2 separate regions of the Mus musculus genome follow, and region 1 is linked to region 2. Evidence: chromatin contacts called from public HiChIP or PLAC-seq data. All regions are on one chromosome and are shown on one strand. Each heading gives the region's core, a stretch centred on a gene start, on an enhancer-like site or on the middle of the called end of the contact. The rest is flanking DNA. Distances are from core to core; before and after follow the strand shown. Region 1 overlaps Syt3 (synaptotagmin III). Region 2 overlaps Myh14 (myosin, heavy polypeptide 14).

Evidence for each region. HiChIP or PLAC-seq counts read pairs in DNA pulled down with a chosen protein or histone mark.
Region 1: a contact with region 2 is called in an H3K27ac HiChIP or PLAC-seq map of embryonic stem cells, with 5 read pairs. The contact joins two enhancer-like sites. A contact is called at or near these places in 1 of 39 promoter capture datasets (pre-B cells), 1 of 115 datasets of contacts at active chromatin or transcription factors (embryonic stem cells) and 1 of 9 other capture datasets (adipose tissue).

The regions. Positions count from the first base shown.
Region 1 is chr7:44,396,929-44,401,163 of GRCm38.p6, forward strand. It overlaps Syt3 (synaptotagmin III), which reads left to right. Exons shown (of 11, transcript NM_001114116.1): 10 at 2,158-2,225; 11 at 2,608-3,102. The coding sequence ends at 2,223. Among named protein-coding and RNA genes, the nearest start is that of Syt3, 15 kb to the left of the region's middle. Within about 2 kb of position 2,508, at least 33 of the 459 cell types and tissues checked have an H3K27ac peak or open chromatin away from gene starts, as enhancers often do. A contact at or near this core is called in embryonic stem cells, where this site is marked.
Region 2 is chr7:44,610,990-44,615,100 of GRCm38.p6, forward strand. Myh14 (myosin, heavy polypeptide 14) reads right to left here. Exons shown (of 42, transcript NM_001271540.1): 36 at 3,304-3,432; 37 at 2,653-2,741; 38 at 2,446-2,569; 39 at 534-742. Among named protein-coding and RNA genes, the nearest start is that of Kcnc3, 22 kb to the left of the region's middle. Within about 2 kb of position 2,567, at least 25 of the 459 cell types and tissues checked have an H3K27ac peak or open chromatin away from gene starts, as enhancers often do. A contact at or near this core is called in embryonic stem cells, where this site is marked.

The DNA.
Region 1 (4,235 bases), core at 1,258-3,757, 210 kb before region 2:
AGTGGCCATTTTTTTATTTAGAAGCTGTGCAACCACTTCTCAGCCTTGCGAGAGCTGTTTAAAATAGCCTCTTGGGGCTGGAGAGATGGCTTAGTCAGTACTTGCTGTGCAAGTGTGAGGACCATGGTGCTTAAATTCCTAGAATGAAGGCAAAAGTCAGGTCTGGAGTCACTCCCTAAAAACCCAGCGGGGAGGAGGCAGAGATAGAAGAAACCCTGGGATTCACGGGCCAGCCAGCATAGGCTAATTGATGAGCCCCAGATTCTAGTGATAGACTTGGTCTCAAAACACAAAGTGGGACTGGGGAGACATGCAGTGAGTAAGAGCCTTTGCCATGCACGCAGGGGGTCCTGAGCCTGCATCCCCGGGCCCTATGGCTGCCCTGCCTGTAACCACAGTGTTGAGGGGAAGGGACCGCCAAGTCCTGGGGCTCCAGTGGTGAGGTTCTGGTTCAGGGAGAGACCCTGTCTCAAGGCAATAGGTGAGAGAGCAGCAATAGAGGACCCACATCCTGCTCTGGCCTCCGTATGTGCATAGGCATGCATGCACATAGATGTGGGCACCTACACACCACACATACAGTACACACATGTACACACTACACATACAGCACACACATGTACACACCACACATACAGTACACACATATACAGCACACACATGTACACACCACAATACAGCACACACATGTACACACCACACATACAGCACACACATGTACACACCACACATACAGTACACACATGTATACACCACACACAAGATACATGTGTATACACCATGTACACGTATACACACACACACACACACATACACACTTTTGGGTCCACTGTCAAAGGTGGCCATTTTCTCTGCAAAGACATCCACTTGGAAAATATTGACAACTTTGCTTCCATTGAAGCCAAGAAAAGTCAAATTACTGTAAGTTCTGTTTAGAATAATGTAGATTTCAGTAGCTTAATTTTTGTTTCTTGGTAGTTTTCTATCACTTTGATCTTCTAAGGAAAATTTACCCTTGAACAGTGCATAAACCCAGTGCCTGTCTCACACCTTTAAGACCTCTTGGGAGGTCGAGACAGGGAGTCCCCCTTGAATTTTAAGTCAGCCTGAACTACAGAGTGAGTTCCAAGTCAGACTGGGCTATGGAATGAGTGAGTCTAAGTCTGAGGCTAACCTTTTATCCAAGTCTGAGTCTGACTCTGAGGCTAAACCTAAATCTTGGTTTGAGTCTGAGGCTAACCCTAACCCTGAGTCTGAGCCTAACCCTAAACCCTGAGGCTTAGGCTAACCCCAAATCAATTCTTCTCTCTGTTGAGACTTGTATCCTCCACCACCCCACCACCACCACCCCCGCCACACACACATCCACCCCCCCACCCCACCACCACCCTCCGCCACACACACACACACACACCCCCAACCCCACCACCACCCCCCCCACACACACACATCCACCCCCCAACCCCCCTACCCCCTGCCACACACACACATCCACCCCCCCAACCACCCCCGCCACACACACACATCCACCCCCCCAACCCCCCCACCCCTGCCACACACACACATCCACCCCCCAACCACCCCCGCCACACACACACATCCACCCCCCCAACCCCCCTCCCTCACCACCCCCGCCACACACACACATCCACCAGGCTGAACAGCCAGACCCAGAGCTCAGAGCTGAGATCCTGAAAGATGGAACCCTTCCTTCTGTGAGGACAGAAGCTGTGTCTTCCTGGGCATTCACTGTTGCAATGACCTCACACACTCTACTTCTCTGTAAACTTCCAGTGAGCCACACTGCCACCACTAGGTGACACTGCAGGATGGAGACCTTCGCTGGAGGGCGGGGTTTCAGCCCAAGGTGCTGAGTGTGGCCACAGCCTGACAGCCTGACAACCTCTACCTAGACAGCCCAGCCCTCTGTGGCTCCCCAGTACCTCCTGAGGCCCGGACCTGCCTTATGGCCCCTTTCCATGACCCTGTCTTCCTTGAGTTTTTAGATTGTTATCTTTCAGGCCTCAGTTTTCCCACTGGTAGAATGGATGGTGATGCCATTTCCCAACCCCCCCCTGGGAACTAAGACAGCTTACAGAGTGGGACAGACGAATCCTGCTGGGTAAGGAGGTTGTTCTCTTTCACCCCCAATTCCAGGAGAAGACTCTGAGCAGCTTCACAAAGGGTGGCAAAGGATTGTCAGAGAAAGAGAATTCAGAGTGAGGGTAAGACACAGAGGAGGCAGGTACACCTCTGAGCTCTGACTGGAGGAGGACCACTGGGCCTGGACCCCTGGATCTGAGGGATGGGGGCTGGGCCTGAGGGAGGGAAGCTAGGCCTGAGGGAGGGGGGCTAGGCCCGAGGGAGGGAAGCTAGGCCTGAGGGAGGGGGGCTAGGCCCGAGGGAGGGACGCTAGGCCTGAGGGAGGGAAGCTAGGCCTGAGGGAGGGAAGCTAGGCCTGAGGGAGGAGGGCTGGGCCCGAGGGAGGGGAGCTGAGTCTGAGGGAGGGGATTGTGCCTGAGGGAGAAGTGTTAGGCTCCCTCCATGGTGCTGATACAGCACATGGTTGCATCCTACCCTCTCAGGTCTCTCCTCTTCAATTTTTAGGTCTGGTCAAGGCCTGGGGTTGGACCAGGCACCCTCAGGACCCATCCCTTCCTGCCCGGACTGTGAACTCATCTCCTCGAAGCCATAATGTCCGAGCGGCTGGTGCGGGGCTGCCTGGACCTACCCCTCCTTCTCCTGGAGGTGTGAGGCTAGGAGGCAGCAGGCCCAGCTCCCTGTTTCAGGGTGGGAGGTCCTCGGCCTCCATTGTCTCTCTTCTTATCCCCAGAGTTCCCCCTAGAGGCAAGGGGCCATGCATGTCTGGGGACCCCTGCCCCCAGCCCTCTGTCTGTCTATCTGTCTGTCTCTTTGCTGTTGTCCAAGTCTTGCTGTTCTGGCCTGTGTCCTCACTGTGAATGTCGACAGACCAATCCTTGATGTCCCCTGAACAGACACACCCTCCAGTGTCCACCCCTTCTGTCCCTCCATCTGCGTCTGGCCAATCCCCCCTCTGCCGCTGCTATCATCACCAGAAATAAACACACTCTGTGAGTCTCATCCCACCTGTCTCCCTGGGGCCAGGAGGTGTGCTGGATCCTGAGAGTGTGTGTGACTAGGCCACTAAGTGATTTCTCCAAGCCTTAGCCTCTAAATGATAATTACGGATGGAAACCACAACAGGATTTCCAACTGAAATTAGATGAAGTGACAGAAATTTCTCGTGTGCTTCTAAAAATCCTTCCAGAGACAGACCATCCTAGGTGATGGGCAGCTTGGAGGCTGGCTTGGCCTTCCTCTCCAGAGTATAGGCTGTCTACCCCAGGTCCAGGTGGCATGTTCTTATGCAATGACATCCAAGCAGTTATCTCAGACAGAGGCCTCCCTTATGCAACTATCTTGTCCTTAAGAATTTCACAACTTCTGCAACTGCCCAAACCTAGCTGAACTTAACTCCGGGTTGCAAAGCATTCTGGGAAAGTGACCTCTTGTAATTTGGGTTCTCCTCCATGAGGGGTTTTTCAGCAGCAAGGAGGCATAAGAAGGGGGAAGAATGAGGAGAAGGGAGCATGGGAGAGGACGTTAGCGGAAGTCACCCAGGACCTGCTAAAACTGACCTGAGAGAAGACAGTTTCTGAGAGAATGAAGTGAGCCCATGCCTCCTCAGGTTCCCTCCTACTTGATGGATTCTGCTTCAGCATTGGATGGCCACCTTGTCAATCACTTGACAAGTCTGATAAGCGTGCTATAGGACCCTCCTCATCTCCCCTCACCATTGGTTCAGACACTCTGGGGGACCTCGATCTCCCTTTTCTCCCTATGGCAAATGCATCTCAAATTTATAATGCTTTAGTCAGGAACACAGGGGCCTTCGATGGATGGTCCTTTGAGAAGTGCACAGCAGAGGGGAGGGGTGGGCCTCCAGATGTCTGACACATCTCACCACTACTGGCTCCTCAGAACACATTCACAGCTCCTCATAGATAGCATTTCCCCAAAGTCTTCTACTGTGCAAAATAGAAACCCACAAAGCTGCTACTCTTTTGGTTTGATGGATAGGACTGAGCACACAGGCAATTATCTTTCAGGATCTGAAGTCAGAAGTCAAGATGTATTCGGTGACAGTTGGAGAGAATCCAATCCGTGCTCGTCCCTTGGCAACTGATCGAGGTGGGCAAGCCTGGCCTTGCATA
Region 2 (4,111 bases), core at 1,317-3,816:
TGGGGGATGAGGTCTCCATCCTTCCTGTTCCCACACCCTTGGCATGTGACTGAAGAAGCTGCTCCCATGTGGTTGTACACTTGAGCTATCACAAGACTTGTCCTGCTTATGGCTAGAGTGTCACAGTGCAAGCTCCAAGCCTCTAGAAGCTAATGACAGTGTCCCTTATTCTTCCGAGCCCAGCTCTGCCATGTAGGCAATCCTGGGTTAGCCTGCTGGAGGATGAGAGGCTGCGTGGAACAGAACCAAGTTAGCCTACACATCCTGGGCCAGGCCTTCCATGTGCATGAGCCCAAGGGAGCAAAACAATGGATCTAACCCTCCTACCACGGAAGACACACCAGACAGCCTAAGCAAGCCTAGCACAAAAGAATCTACTAGTTAGGGCCAAATTCAGAACAATAGACTTCTTTTAAAGTCCGTAAATTCTAGGGTATTTTGTTACACAGAAGTAGCTAGCTGCAACACTGTTGCATAGACCGTACTCTCCATGGACAGAGTTACTTCCATGCCAAAGGATGCTCCCTCCTTGCCTGCTCTCCTGCTCCAGCTGCTCCTCTGCCTGGGCCAGTTTAGACTCCAGAGCAGCGATCAGCATTTTCTGCCTGGCTCGGGCTCCAGCATCCTCTTCACCCAAGCGGGCCCGCAGTTCCTGGATCTGCCGCTCCAGCTGCTGCCGTCCACTCTCGGCCTTGGCTGAGAAACTTCGTTCGGCAGACAGTTCTGTGGTGAGGGACTCGACCTGCAGCCAGGAAGAAGATGGAAAATTGTGACGAAGCTGTGGCAACACCAGGTACCTCCTGGGACAAGCTGAGCTCCCGGCTGTTAAATGCACAGCACAGAGCCTGGTGGTACCAAGAACTCAACAATAGCCCTTGAACAAGCCCAGGGACAGCAATCCTCACCAGACTGCACCCTGTACTTTATAATGAACAAGAATGTTTTAAACTTATTTAAATGTACTCAAAATTATTTCAAATCTATTTAAATGTAGTCATAACATTTTTATCTAAGATAGGGTCTCATGTTACTCAGGTTGACCTAAAACTCCCAATATAACCGAAGATGAGTCCTGACCGTCCTGCCTCCCCCTCCCAAATGCTGGGATGACAGGCATGTACCACCACAGCTAGGTTCAGTTTTGCTATTTTAGTGAGTCCCAGAGATGGTCACAAACTTGCTTAAATGCTCTAAATTTGTGGCTGTGAACTATGGACTATTTCAGGCCCTTCACACTCCCCTCTGCACCAGGGTCACCTGCGAAGCCCAGGAGAAGGAGGCAGGCTCTGGCCCCGCCTGCCAGAGAGTCTGAGCCCTGGGTAGCACAGGCAGCAGAGACCTGGGGGGGGGGGGGTGATCTGAGAAATGAGGCCTCCATTCATAGCAGCTGGCAGATGTGTAGACTTGGCCCTGGCCCTAATAATAGCACCTCGACACCCTCGGCTTGCTCGGAAATCACAGGGCAGCGGAAGATACTTCAGCCCAGGCTGATTAAAGATCTTCACATCTCCGCCTCCCAGGGTACATTCATGAGCCCAGCAGCCCTCCTTTAGCCTTTAAAATTTTAATTGTAAATGAAAATGGTGACAGGGGTTGGCAAGAACTCAGTTGGTAGAGGGCTTGCCTAGGACACAAGGAGCCCTGGTTTCCCTGTACAGCATAATTTGATTTGGTGGCAAATGCCTGTCATCACAGACAGAGGCAGGGGTCAGGAGTACAAGGTCATCTGCAGGCTACATAAAGAATCCCTGGCTACAGAAGACCCTGCCTCAAACACTCAATAAGAAAAGAAGTGCTAGCCGGGCAGTGGTGACGCACACCTTTAATCCCATCACTTGGGAGGCAGAGGCAGGCGGATTTCTGAGTTCAAGGCCAGCCTGGTCTACAGAGTGAGTTCCAGGACAGCCAGGGCTACACAGAGAAACCCTGTCTCAAAAAACCAAAACCAACCAACCAACCAAACAAACAAACAAAAAAAGTGCCCCATATTGGGCCTGATCTGTTTTGCAAGAACACAGAAGTTCGCAGAGGACTGCCGTGACTTCAAGGCTGTATGAGGTTATTGGTGGGAGGCTGACTGACAATCAGAGCCCTATACTTCCACCTGCAGCGATGAGGGTCTCTTCTGGCTGAAGTGACAATGACAGACAAGGTGTGAAGCTATCCAGCCATACGCCAAGTGCTTGCTTTTTGTAGCCCTGGCTGGCCTTGAACCTGTGACAATTCCCCTGGCTCTGGAGAACTCTGAGGTTCCAGCTGAGCTTAATTACTGTTTCAAGTCCGTCTTAGCGACTTCAGACCTGCCGACCAATCAATGAGTCAAGTCTTCCTAACTTTATGAAAACCCACATCAAAGGTCTTCATATCCAATGAATCTGAGAGCTCTTGAAGGCTGGGGTGGGGGAGGGGTGGATCTGGCTGGCAGGGGATGCCTGCAACGCCCACCTGTAGCACTAGCTTTCGGTAATGGTCCTTGAGCAGCTCCGAGTTGTTCTGTTCTTCCTCCAGCTCCTCTTCCAACTGGCTCAGTCGCCCCTCCAGCTGCCGTTTTTCCTCCAGGGTGGCTGCCCTAGAGGGTAGGGTGTGGCTTCAGAGGATAGGCCTGCGAGAGGAGACTGCCCGGTCCACAGCCCACGGCTCCAGGACACTCACTTGCTAAGATTGCCACTGGCCACCTCCTCTGCCATCTCGTCTCTGTCTTGCTGGGCCTGCCTCCGGGCTCGGTCTGAGGCAGCAAGTTCCTACAAGGACCAGTAGGTACAGAGGGCAGAGGGGTAAGAGGTCAAGACACTGGTATTAACCCTTCTCTGTCCTTTGGGCTTTTCCTGCTGACTGTGAGCCTGTGAGCCTCACCCTTAAGGGAGCAACTTTCTTAGCGCTGGCCACCAATGCTCCTCCTCCATGTCTCTCATCACTGGGCCTCCTCCTACCCCCATGCTATCCACATGCCCTCCCTCCTACCCGACTGTGCCTTCTCTTCTTCTATGTCACCCCTGGGTCCCAGACTTTTTCTTCACTTCTGCCTCCTGCTCCTGACTTCTTGGCCTGTCTTCCTCGTCTTTCTAGGATTGGCCCTGGCAGTTCCTGCTCTGGTTTCCAAATATCCCCCAGGACAAGATCCCCAACTCTGGAAGGCAGAAGGCACCGGGAGCCACGCCTACTTCCAAAGTCTCCCCTCCCAAAACCTCCTGGAAAGCCCCGCCCATCCTCCAGAACCTCCAGTTAAGCCCCGCCCATCCTCTAGGACCTCCAGTTAAGCCACACCCACGCCGGGCCTCCCACTAGAACCTGCCCACCTCTTACCTCTTGCAGACGCAGCACCTCAGCTTCCAGCCCCTTGAGCTTCTTCTCATTTTCCCTGCTCAGGGTAAACATCTCGTCGCGGGAGCTACGCGTCTCCTCTACCTCCCGCCACAGCTCCTTCATCTGGACCTGGGTAGGTGCAGGTTTAGTTAAGCTGCGTCTAGAAACCCCACCCTTGAGGTAAGCACATTACGTGCAAGCAGGGCCAGGGCGAGCAGGGGCAGCACAGAGCCCATTGTCTGCCTCAGAGCCCGTGCGTGCTGTGTGCCCTTGGGCCAATTCCACTCCTTCTCTAAGCCTTAGTTAACCCCTTCTTAAAGTGAGTCAGAATAGAATATTTAGCCTGCGGCTCTGTGGTCACTACCTGGGAGTGTGAGGAGAGGCCAACACAAACTTTTTCTCCACCCACGGGGAGTTCAGCACTGCTATGAGGAGCCAGTGATAAAGAAGATGGGCCACAGTGGTAAACGTTATTGTTATTATTACATGTCTGACAAAGGGGTTAAACAAGAGCTCCTTTCTCTGGATGCTTGAACTGGCCCTTTTGCCTGCTACCCCATAGTAAGATACCTAACAGGCACCAGTAGGTTTAAATATCCTAGTATGGCCTAAGGGTGTGGTTCAATGATAGAGCCCTTGACTAGAGTCCCCCAGCGAAGAGCGGGGGCACGGCTCGTTGATAAAGCTCCTGCTTGGAATCGCCCCTAAGAGAATTATTCAAGGCGCTAGGTTCCATCTTCGGTGGCACTAAATTTATTATCTAATTAAATGATGAGTTTAGATTTCAAAGTCTAGCATCTAAAATGAG